Linked DNA regions of Gasterosteus aculeatus: region 1 is linked to region 2. Evidence: chromatin contacts called from public Hi-C data. All regions are on one chromosome and are shown on one strand. Each heading gives the region's core, a stretch centred on a gene start, on an enhancer-like site or on the middle of the called end of the contact. The rest is flanking DNA. Distances are from core to core; before and after follow the strand shown. Region 1 overlaps filip1l (filamin A interacting protein 1-like). Region 2 holds the start of filip1l (filamin A interacting protein 1-like).

Region 1 (5,704 bases), core at 854-3,353, 35 kb before region 2:
GCCACCCACGGCAGCCTGCAGTGGTTTCCCCTTAAAACGGATGCATGGCCGCCGTCGGGGGTCGTTAATGTGTCGTCGAAATGAGGGTTGCACAGATTTCCGGGGTGAGTTAGAGGCCCAAAGTGAGATCTCTTAACTTTACAGGGTTGATTCCTTGTTGCAAACGTGTGTTTGCCTGCTAACATTACTGACGTTAAAAGAAAGAAAAATAAACATCCATTTGGGAACAGTCTGGAAGACCCAAATAGCCACAGCTTCACAGAGGGCTTCCCTCTCGTCACGTGGCTCCCTGAGCTGGAAACTGTGGCTCACCCGCCTCTTAAAACCGTGTTACACGTTCCATATGTCATTTCCTAACCACAAGTGATTAGGTCATGTACGTACAGGCCGATATATCCCGCGCATCCACACATGGCCACCTCCGCTTCAACATGTGGACGGAGGGCGGAAAGCCCACATGTGGGACGGAGTTTGGAGGGCGGGCGCTGATTGATGCAGTGTGTGCACCGTACGTAAAGTCCACACAGGCTAAGTGATTTGCCCCCAGAGTGCAATCAACATGTGTCAAATATGTAAGTCTGATTTTTATGAACTTCCTGATAGTGGCGGTAATCTGGCTAAGGGACAGTCACGCTCCCAAAGGGTGGCGAGATGTGAGTCTGAAACCGTCGTTTATTAATGAGTAAGATGACACAGTGTTTGTGCATTAACATTATGGAGCTGTTTGCTAGTAACCAATTACATTTAGTGCTGTGCAATTGTGAGGTACTCGTACTTTACTGAAGTGTTTCCATGTTCTGCTGCTTCATAATTCAACTCCACTACATCTCACAGGAAAATATCCTACTTTTTAGTAATACAAACATGTGAATAAACTAATCATTAGCTAAGTTAAAGTTACCCACACGTTTAACCTGAAAAAATGGACGAAATATATAGATATATATAAAAATTATATATATATATATATACATTCATATATGGGTCTTTATATACTAAATGTGGCCCACAATTACTAGCTGGAAAATGAAGGGGCAAAGTCAGTACTTTATTTTAATCCAAATACTTTTTACTTTTGTAATACTTTGATGTAAAAGACATGGAATCCTCTTTTAAAACCATAGATGATTCTTTCCCCTAAACTCAAGTTCTTGAAGTGACTTTTAATTAAATTCTTATTAGTACTAGTATTTACTGAATATACGTTGTTACTGTTAAGCAGATAAGATTTTGTCTTATTATAAATTATTAAAGCCCCTGAAAGTAATCGATACCTTAAAATACCTGTAATGCCCGTTTGGTGCCGTTCTAAAAAACAATGGACAGTCCATAACGCCAGATATTAAATATAGTACGATCAGAATGTTTAGTGTAGTGTCTCCCGTACTGTTCCTGGTATACCGTGTTTTTACTTTACTCTCCCACATGATCTTTGCACTTTTGTATCTCATGTGCAAACTAAGTTGTCAGTATGAAAAACGTTGTGAAAAAATGTGACACGCTCTTACCGATAAGTGTGAGATTAATTACTGTACAAATAGCGAATATCTACTTCATGTCAGAATAGTTACTCCCAAATGTGCTTCAAAATGTTGTTTTAAAAATACTTTAAGCTTCCTTGATTTTGGTAAATACTTTGAGTTACTGGCGCTTTGCTGACTTAAAAAACATTCCATTAAGTGTGTAAAACTTCTTTGGCTGGTCGATTTAAAGATAAAGGTTTGAGAATAAACTTACGTAAACTACACAACAAATTGTAAGCCAAAAGTGCTGTTAAAAACACACTGTATGAAACTTAGTAGAACAAAGTACACACAACAGCAGCGTGAAACAATGCTGCGCCGAACATGTGCGTCTGTGCGTCTCCAATCCAATCAAAAGAAGTACTTTTTAAAGTGGAGTTGAGAGTTTAGTTTTAAAGCCTACCTGTGCCGAAAGCTTTCCCCTCTTCACCGCTGCGAGCTCATTATCTTCCCGTACAACAGCGACCCTCGACTCTTCCTCCGTGTGTGTGTCTCACGCGCCCAGCGCTCGTAATGTGGGCATTCCTCAGACCAAACAATGAGGGATGTGCTCCCTGCCTATGGACCATTACATCATCAGCATGCCCTTATATGGAGCTTCGCATCGCAGAGGCTCGCATGAAGGGGTTGCGCTTGCTCGCGTGGTGTGTACCTGTGCCTGTGTACTTCTGGGTGTTTTTTAGGGAGTGTCCCGAAGCGATTGTTTATCTTAAGGATGTAGCGGAGGAGAGGGAACGGTGGCTCATGTGTGAAATATCTGCTCAGGCGGCAGGGCAGTGGGAGACGAGAGACGCAGAGACTGAGTTACAGTATTTCCTTCTGCCTCTCGTCAAAGTCTTTTATTCCACCAAAGAGGAAGCAAAAAAAGAATTGGCTTTCATAGTTAATAAGAAGTCTTGCAAGGGGATTTGTAATTGAAACCAGAGCTGTTGAACAAGACAAGACATGCAAGACGTGTCTTTGACGTGTGACATGTGTATTCACATTTAGCTTAGCATAAAGAAAGGCGACAAAGGGAACCTGCTAGCCTGGTTATATTTAAAAGTAAATACTAAAATAACAGCTTTAAAGGTCACACTCATATCTTGTTTTTCTGGCATACAAATGCAAGTGTATAAAAGTACTCGTTTCTCTCTAAAATGTAGTTAAAATAAAGGCAAAACACCCCTAAAATGATATCCCTAATGCGCAGTCCTCGATTGCATGTACTTGCATGTTACTTTCCACCTCTAATACAGAGTTCCTCTCTGCTACCAACATTGTGAGAACATCTGAGCAGGGTTGGGTTGTTCCTACCTGTGGGTGTAAACGAGGCTTTAAGCTAATGGCTCTGCAAATAGAATAATGGATTTTCATGCAGCAGTGTAATTGTGAACTAAGCCAACACACATTGCTCTTTATCAGCGGCGCATTGTTCCGCTCACAATGCCTCAGTCTTTACTTTCATTATCAGATCACTCTCACCTAACTCGCACATGTCTCAGGCTATGCCTGATGATTAAATCCATCTTTTTTAAAAGTCTTAAGATGCTGCGTCATCCATTGTCATACGAGGGCAGCACATTTTAAAGGGATTTTGCACAAAGGTTATGGCTCAGTTATCAGTGTTTCTATTTGTTCTCACAAAAATGTGCCGTGCTCATTCACACCGTGAGGCCGGTGACGCTGTGTGGTGCAGAAAACATTCAGGCAACTCAAGTAGCGACTTCCTGACCAACGACGGGCAGCAGCAGGACCTGATGTTTGGTGAACGGGCGGCAATGCGTGAGGTGCAATAAGACAGCAAATGAGTCCCACGCATCAGTCTGTAGAACGCACGGCGTGCCCTGTGGCTGTGCGCTCTCGGCCCGTGTGTTGCCGCTAACTGATCCCAGGCGGGCCAGCCAATAACAAGGGCAAGACTCTTCCTGTCTCCTGCCTACCAATTGAAATATGTCATGGCTGCACAAAGGCTGAGGTCACTGTTGCTCAATGTTATGAGCTTTGCCACTCTGGATTCATTTTAACGCCATTATGTAAAAATACAAACACGCACTTGAGTCGCGCTTCATATCGCAACTTAAAGTTCTGCCAGAAGCTACGATGCACAATTACAAGACCACGGTCGGCCCCTCTGGGCTGTCATTCATTTCCAGCTCTAAAGGATGTAATTAGACATCAGAAGTAATGATAGGAAACCAGACGGGTTTGTTCAGCCTGGAGTCCACAGGCACCTCTCCATCATCCCCACGAACCTCTGGACAACTTAAGTCCGTACATTTACTTCCAGCAAAGTGTACTCGTACCTAAACTGTATTAGTTGCTTTCCAGATGTCGACAAACCCAACAAATGCCCCTGTGGACGTTGTTTAGTGGCACACGGAGCAGCTTTCGTGAGTCACAGCCGGGGCCGAATTCCTAAAAAGAGGCAAACTGAAAACATGTGGCCCCGACGACTTATGTAAAAACTTCACAGCGCTTTTAACCAATTGGAAGAGGCTGCTGTTGGATGGTAATGAATGAGGATGTGTTTGGACGGCCGCCTCGCGCACGCAGCGCCAACGGAAGCAACGGGAGTATTTCTGTTTGGTCGGGAACTCGCCATGTTGCCTGAGCAAACAAATTGGCCTTGGAGAGTTCTGCAAGTCTGGAGACCTTGGCCTCCAATCCCCCGACCACCACGATGAGGAGGAGTTTCCTCAAAGCACCGCATGGTGGTTGTCGCTTGTGTCGTTTGACGGTCGGGGACCGAGGGGATCAGAGGTTGGAGGAGTTTCGACCAGAAACCAGCCTCTCGCTCCTCAAAGAAATCGCTTCCTGTGTCCAGTTGACAGTATGACAGCTCGCTGGCTCAGAGAGGCTTTTCCCCGAAGCACCTTTTAAAGCAACATTTCAGTACTTAACACTAGGCCATGGGAACCGGGGAGCCGAGGAGCACACTCAGTTCAAGCAGGATTGATTTCGTGCAAGTTAAAAAACAATCCTTCAGTGTCACTCAGGCCAATAATCGAGCTCCAGCTTATGGCGGCAAATCACTGTCAAAATTTGAGAGCGCAAATCAGGTTGATGGGCGCGCGTAAATCAAACATCCGCGAGCAAATCTCTGTCTCGCGCGAGCAAATCTCTGTCTCACGTGACCAAATCTCCATCTCGCGCGAGCAAAAGTTTGTCACGTGTGAGATATTTGCTCCCTCGCGAAATGTGAACTTTCTCGCTCGCGAGGAGAGTCTCTGCTCGCGCTCGAAGGTGTTTTCTACGCGCTCGCTGTTTTTCCTTTTTGACAGTGAGGGGGCGGAGCCAGTCACCATGGTCTCTACACCTGATTGGTCTTTGGATTGAAAGTCGAAATTCTGAGATAAAACGTTGGCAAAAAGCAAACGACACCTTTATATAACCGTGGTGGACCGTAGATGAAAACCAGCTACAAGCATCATTTACCATCATTACCGGCACATTAAGAGCAATGCGTCCAGCTATCAGACCGGTCCGTCAGTCTGAATCTGAATATCTTGCCAACTTAACCGAACTATGGAGGAGCCTGGGCATATCTTGTATATCACATTCACTACAACCTCATAATTATTATTTTTTTTCAAAAAGTCGATCCGTATTGAAAGTTGGCTATTCACAGATTCTGACTTTTTTTCCGGTATTTTACAAATACGGACCGGTCTGCTAGCTGGACACATTGCTCTTAATATGCCATGAAATTTTGCTCGCGCGAGACAGAGATTTTCTCGCGGATGTTTGATTTACGCGCATGCATCAACCGGATTTGCGCTCTCGAATTTTGACAGTGATTTGCCACCATACCAGCTCCAATCAGTGATGTATTTTAGTTTGGTACTCTCTCCCATTTCCCTGCAACTAACTGTTTGTTGTTGGAACAAACAATTTGGTCATCCAAAATTAGATTCTATTCCTGGATATGGACATATTCCGGGCCCTGAGTGCTGTATACTTGAAACAGATGTTGGAGATCAAAACACAAGAGCGGGCCACACAAACATGTTTGCCGGGACGAGCCTCTGCCAAATGACAAATAGTGGCGAGGGGGAGATGTTTTTTTGTAACCTCTATGGGATGACTATCGCGCTGACGCGCCAGAAAAGAATGTGGAGGTTTTGGGTTTGCTTTGCACCAGCAACGTGTGCGGTTCTGCTAGGTAGTCGCTAAGCGCGGAGGGTTTCATTCCTCCTTTC
Region 2 (5,751 bases), core at 2,302-4,801:
CTCTGACCCCAGACCCGTACACTAGCTGTGACGTATCCACCAAAAAATTGAAACATCGTATGTGATGAGTGGTATTTCCTCAAAGAATGGACATAAAGTGGAGCAGAACTCCACGGCGTTGGATGTTAATCCCTCTGACATGCAGACCAGTCAACAGCGGCTGAGGACTTGATCGTGCACGTGATCCCCGACCGGTGCTGCTGCATCATGGAAACCTGTCAAACCGCTCGCAGAGGAATCTTTGCGGTATATTTAACAAAGAACATGGGCACTAAATAAAAGCAACGCAGGTGCTGACGCACTGGCAAATTGGAGCAATGTAGGATGACTGACATTAGTGTTCGGAGATGAACTGGCTTGAGACCCTTTTTGTTGATTCTCCTTTTGATTAGTGATGTAAAACAGTCTCATTTGAAGTTGTGTGTCTGATGCTCTTTAAGTTCTTCTTGTCACAGCATTTGTTGCGTTTGTAGGGAAAATGTTTAAAACATGGACAGACACAAAATCAATTTGAGCTGTTTCACTGCTGTTAAAGGACCAGTAAAACGTTCAAAGCCAGTTCAAAGCGTTTGGAGTTTTTCTCATTTTGTTGCATTGTCACACATAACATTTGAGCGTCCCACTATCATTTCCTTGTGATAGCTGTTCCATGTTTCATCACTCACTCGCATCCGCAGTCCGCCGCAGCAAAGGCCTCAGAGATATGCACGTGAATTGTTGATGCACCTGGAGCAGAGGGTCAGCAATACGTTTCAACACAAAGATAATGGAACTGCGTTGCTAGACGTGGGAACGGGTCCTTCCAGCTGGTCTATCGGAGCCCAGCCCGCTGCACAAACGCTGATATCACTGCACTTATTTTGACTTCACATCAAACTGGGAGAGACTAATACGGGAGAACATAGTGCGTTTCTCTCTGGGTATATATAGGGCTCTTTTCCCAGAGCTGTGAGCCGCTGGTATCCTGCGAGAGAAACAGGATCCTCGGGACTCAAACCAGCCACTGTTCCTGCAGCCAAACACCACGTGTCCCTCCGTCATCGCTGCTCTTACACTGGGTGACCTCACCAGAGAGGAAGGGCTGTTCGATGCATTCAACACGTTTTCTCTCCGAGCAACAGATGAGTGTGTTTTTTAACTGTAATTATAATAACTTGCTGCAGTTACCGATTTTTTGGTATTTTGAATCGTGTGGTCCAGATCTGTCGGAGGGTCATGTGGATTTAGTTTGCTGCTGTCCAAATTATTATACTAATGTATATTTGAAGTATTTTTTGTTTGAAAGCACTTCATAGTAATGTCGTTTTGTGGCCCTTTTTGTAGTTATTTAAGAGTATAATAACTAACAAGACAAACGCTATTCAATATTTCTACATCTAAACATTTCAATCAACCTGCCGTTTGAGAGCTTTTTGGTCTCTTTTTCTTTATATTCAGCCGATCCCTCAATGACGTGTTTGTGAATAAAGGTGCACATTTATTCTCTAATGGCACTCGTGGAGGCCGCGGGTGGTTACGAGGGGCCGTTGCGGAATGACAGTTACAACCCTTGGCTTCTGCCCTCCTCGTATCATGTGACTGTTTTGTGGAGCATGTTTCTGGATGCTCTGTCAACATATGATGGGAATACGAGAGCAATAAACCGTGAGAAAGTAAAGTAAAAAAGTCGGTCTCTACGAGAAGTTTTGGGAATTCTACCAGTGACCGAGATTACGGCCATGAGGATGAGGCTTGTTCACGTTTTTTAACGGGTTAAACGAGAAGAGATTTGCTTTGACTCGTTCACACACACATTCTACCCGCCGGCACCAGGTTCTCCCCATTAATGCATCAAACCTGATGAATCCTCAGAGCCGGATCTTCTAATCCGACTTGCAGCTGCTGAGCTCAAGGTGCCAGGAGGCCTTCATTCGTGTCTCTGCCCCACTACCCTCAAACTGTCAATCAGGCTGAAACAAAAGGAGTCTGCAGCAATGTGCTCTGCTGCAGAACATGAAAGCATACAAATACAACACTGAGAATGGTTTTATCTAAATGATGTGTGGAGGTTATATTGGTGTGAAAGTCACTGAGTCCCGGTCATGTTTAGCGACCACAAACGTCACATTTGAGCCTCCGTGGCCAGGCACCATTCCCTCTAAACCTGCTGATCCATCAGTTTGTCAGCCGCCGTGTTGTTGGCTCACGGCAGATTAGGACCAGCAGAAGGCTGCGCCCGCTATGATACGCACTTAGACAGATTAACCTGTCACTTCCAGTCACAGGCCAAACCAGAGCCTTTTAAAGCTAGAGCGGGCTGGGGTGTCTCCTCGTGCATTGAGGAACCGTCATCCTGAATGGCTGCCGATGACACATCATGGCCGAACACATTGAACACGTCAAGCAAAGGCGGAGAAAACGCCTGCGTCCCAGTTTACTGAGAGTGCTTTTCCAAACTGAGACACAAGTGCCGGCCTGGTAACTTGACCCAGTCCCTCCCTGCACGTGGAAGCTGTCGCGCTGCCCTTTGGGAAGTTCCCTGGCTGCAGCCGCTCCACCCGTCCAGCCGGGAGAGGGTCGGTGAATCGTCACCTCGGCTTTGATGTGGTGGGCAGATTGGCCGCGGGCCGCGTCCCTATCGTGTTTAAACTGCTCAGCGAGGGTGCTTTCATCGGCACAGCGCCATGTGCAAATAAAACACCAATAGACTCTTTTGTTTGGATCTTTTGTCTTCTAGCCGAATATATTCAAGACAATTACAGCAAATCTAATCCAGTTGGATTAAAATAAGATCAACAGACATTCCCTGTGACCCCCCAGAGCCTCCTGTAGTCTCTCTGTTCTGGTGTCTAATCTCCCTCTCTCTCTAATTAGAGACAACCTTGCAGAAAAGCTGCCAGAAGGCAGATTACTTAGCACTCACTTAGTGTTCTGTATATCCACACAACATCTCCGTGCATCTGTACTGTAAGATATTGTTCATAAAGACAAACAGAAAAATAACATATAGTCCCCAAAAAAGCAATAATCACAAACTAAACCACAGTGATTTGTTTTTCATGTGATTCTCTAAAATGACTAACCTTCAACGCACATGGATGCAACCTTTTGCATGTTTGCCTCAGGAAGCGAACATGGGACTCTGTGGGGGTCTGAGCACAAACACACACACACACATCCTCGGCCACGCACAGCCTCCCAAAGCAACGCTCCGGTCTTACCTCTCACAGCGAAGCTTCAGCCCGCCGCGCTGTCGTGCCTCTGCGGTGCCACCAGCCGCGTCTCCAACCCGCCGCCTCCGACGGAGCGTTTTCCTCAGTGCTCGCCTCTCTTCCACGACGGGTTTCTCTCTATTTCGTTTGCGTCCCCCGCCGGCCTCTCGTACAATCCAGGTGGTCTGATGAGCTGGAGGAGAAGGAGAGGAGCGTGTGCTGACAGAGCGGTGGACCTGCTGTGTATGTGTGTGTGTGCGTGTGTGTGTTTCAGCTCCGTAGCAGTTAAATTTAAACCACCCTCCCTTCTGACACCTTGAGCTGCTCCCCTTCTCCGACACACACACACAGACACACACTGGGACGCATGCACATGGAGCGTTGATGGTACCATATGGCACTTGACAGCAGCCTGAGCCCTTGCAAGTCTGTGACTGTCCCTGAGGACAGAGCGGGGAGGGGGGGGGGGTGAGGGCTCTTTTTTTTCAGTTGTTGGTGGGGAAAATAAAGAAAAAATGGCCCCTAAAACTGCTCCGTCATGCGTTCAGTTTACTAGCATTCAATATGATGTGTCACATAATAAATTATATCGGAGAAACTCATCGGATGCATTTCACTGCTACTTGGAACATTAAACATGGCACCTTCTTTACCCACAATGCAAAAATACTTTGGTGTGTGAAGCCAGTTGAAGTAACAATCCAGCAGATACTTCTGACCCCACTGCCCCAGATTAGTTCCATGTTCCTTGCTGACTCAAGTGACATCACCCGAGGCGATCACACGTAGTACTTCTCCCCGAGGTGCGTAGCATCTGTGGAGCTCCTCTTTCTTTCCTCCTGGTTGTGGGGTGGGGCTGCACCAGAGAAATGTACCGTGCATCTCACCGTACTTTGTGATGCAGTCAGAGACTGATGAGTCACAGGCAGCGCCCTTCCGACATCACAGCCACTGTGGAATCACGGGCATTGTTCAGCTCCAGAGGGCACGCAGAGCTTAAATAAACTGCTTGTAAAGGATTCTGTTTTTTTTGGACAATAAAAAATATCAGACCAAGGTGACCAAATAAGGAATGACGAGTGTGTGAATGTGACTCCAGAATCCTTCAGCTGTCATTGGCTCTCCTCCTGGACCCCCTCAGCTGATAGAATATACTATATAAGATATTATTATTGTTATTATTATGCTTTGCAAGCCTACATCTTGCAGTTAAAAATGCGAACAATGCCAACTCTCTGTACCAAACTCCTTATTCCTCCGGTGAGTGTGGACGCCTGTGTCTGTCCTCACTCACCTCCTCCATCGGTGCCTCTCACGACCTGTCCGCTGCCCGTCTGAGCAGCTGTGAATTGCCTAGTTACGGTTGCTAAGCTAGGATTGGACCCCGGCTGCACATCTTTGGGTTTCAGCTCAGACAGTACGGGGAGAAAAGTGGAACTAATAGAAATCACCACGAAACCGCCCAGCGTGTTAACTTTTAATAAAACAGTAATTATTGGTATCATAATGTTTCTTTTCTTTAAATGTGTGACGTGTGTAATTATTTTCAAATTTTCATTTCCAGAACAGAAGTCATAACATTGGACGAGCCCAGGTTAAAAATGTGATGAAAACAATTAGAACATCTATTGAAAATGGGTGATTTATAAACATGGAAAGTAAGAAGCGCAACTGATAAAATAGATATCAGTATAAAATTGACATCACGAGAATCATTTTTCGTCTGATCAGCTTCATGTTACTCTGTGTTGCAAATGAGGCGATATCACGCGCTTCTAGGAGAAATCGCCTAAATGCTCATTTTAGATGTTATGGAAGACAAATTGACATGTAAACAGTTCTTCTTTTCAGCTGAATTGTGATTTCAGTGAAGGCGCAGACACACTGCGACCCCCAACGCCCCCCGACCTCTCGCCCCCCCCCCCCTCCCTCGGCATCATGGCAGCGGGCCGGTTAAAGGCAGAGGTATTTACGACTCAGCACTCGCCTCTAGAGTTCCTGGAGGGACATGTGGGACCGGCGGTTCAGTTTAAAGATAGACGGGGGTCCATCTGTCTGTGCGTCTGCACACCTGTCCGTCTGTCCTTCTGCCAGGAGCAGCAGGACCAAAGCGAGAACACGGACGAGCGCGAGCTTCTCCTCTACGTCGTGTGCTGATGTCACTGTCATGTCGTAGATTTTCATCTTAATTGTGTTTTATGGTTGTTCCAATAAGTAAAAGGGACAGTTAAACAATGTGAAAGTGCTCAAGTACAAGTCAAAGTCCTGATTGTATTTGAGCGTGTTCTCTGTCGAAGCTGTTTGAGGTGTTTGTAATTTGTTTGTTTTTTTGGTGGTTTGACCCATAAAGGGTTTGAAATGCTGACATTTAACGAGAGAAGCATATTGTTTTAGCGCGCCGGGGTTAGTCACTGACTTATAATGGCACATTGTAATTAAATTATAGTATTTGCAACGTTTATTGAAACACACGTAAAACAACAACCTGGAAATGTAAGTACACTATTTGGGTTAACATACTTTTAATGCTATTTAATGTTATGTGCAGAATAGGAGCAGA

The links. Hi-C and Micro-C count contacts between places; a contact is called where the count stands out from the background.
Region 1: a Hi-C map of blood and trunk muscle shows a contact between it and region 2, with 1.9 times the contacts expected there. The contact joins the enhancer-like site here to the promoter of filip1l in region 2. A contact is called at or near these places in 4 of 6 Hi-C or Micro-C datasets (blood and trunk muscle, skeletal muscle, tail fin and 1 more).

What each region holds. Positions count from the first base shown.
Region 1 is chr1:27,530,955-27,536,658 of fGasAcu3.hap1.1, reverse strand. The region is part of intron 4 of filip1l (filamin A interacting protein 1-like); the gene reads right to left. Among protein-coding and RNA genes, the nearest start is that of LOC144406161, 17 kb to the right of the region's middle. Within about 2 kb of position 2,103, at least 6 of the 9 cell types and tissues checked have open chromatin away from gene starts, as enhancers often do.
Region 2 is chr1:27,497,694-27,503,444 of fGasAcu3.hap1.1, reverse strand. filip1l (filamin A interacting protein 1-like) reads right to left here and starts at 3,551. Exons shown (of 6, transcript XM_040198105.2): 1 at 3,201-3,551. LOC120835220 reads left to right here and starts at 4,348. Exons shown (of 8, transcript XM_040204372.2): 1 at 4,348-5,751.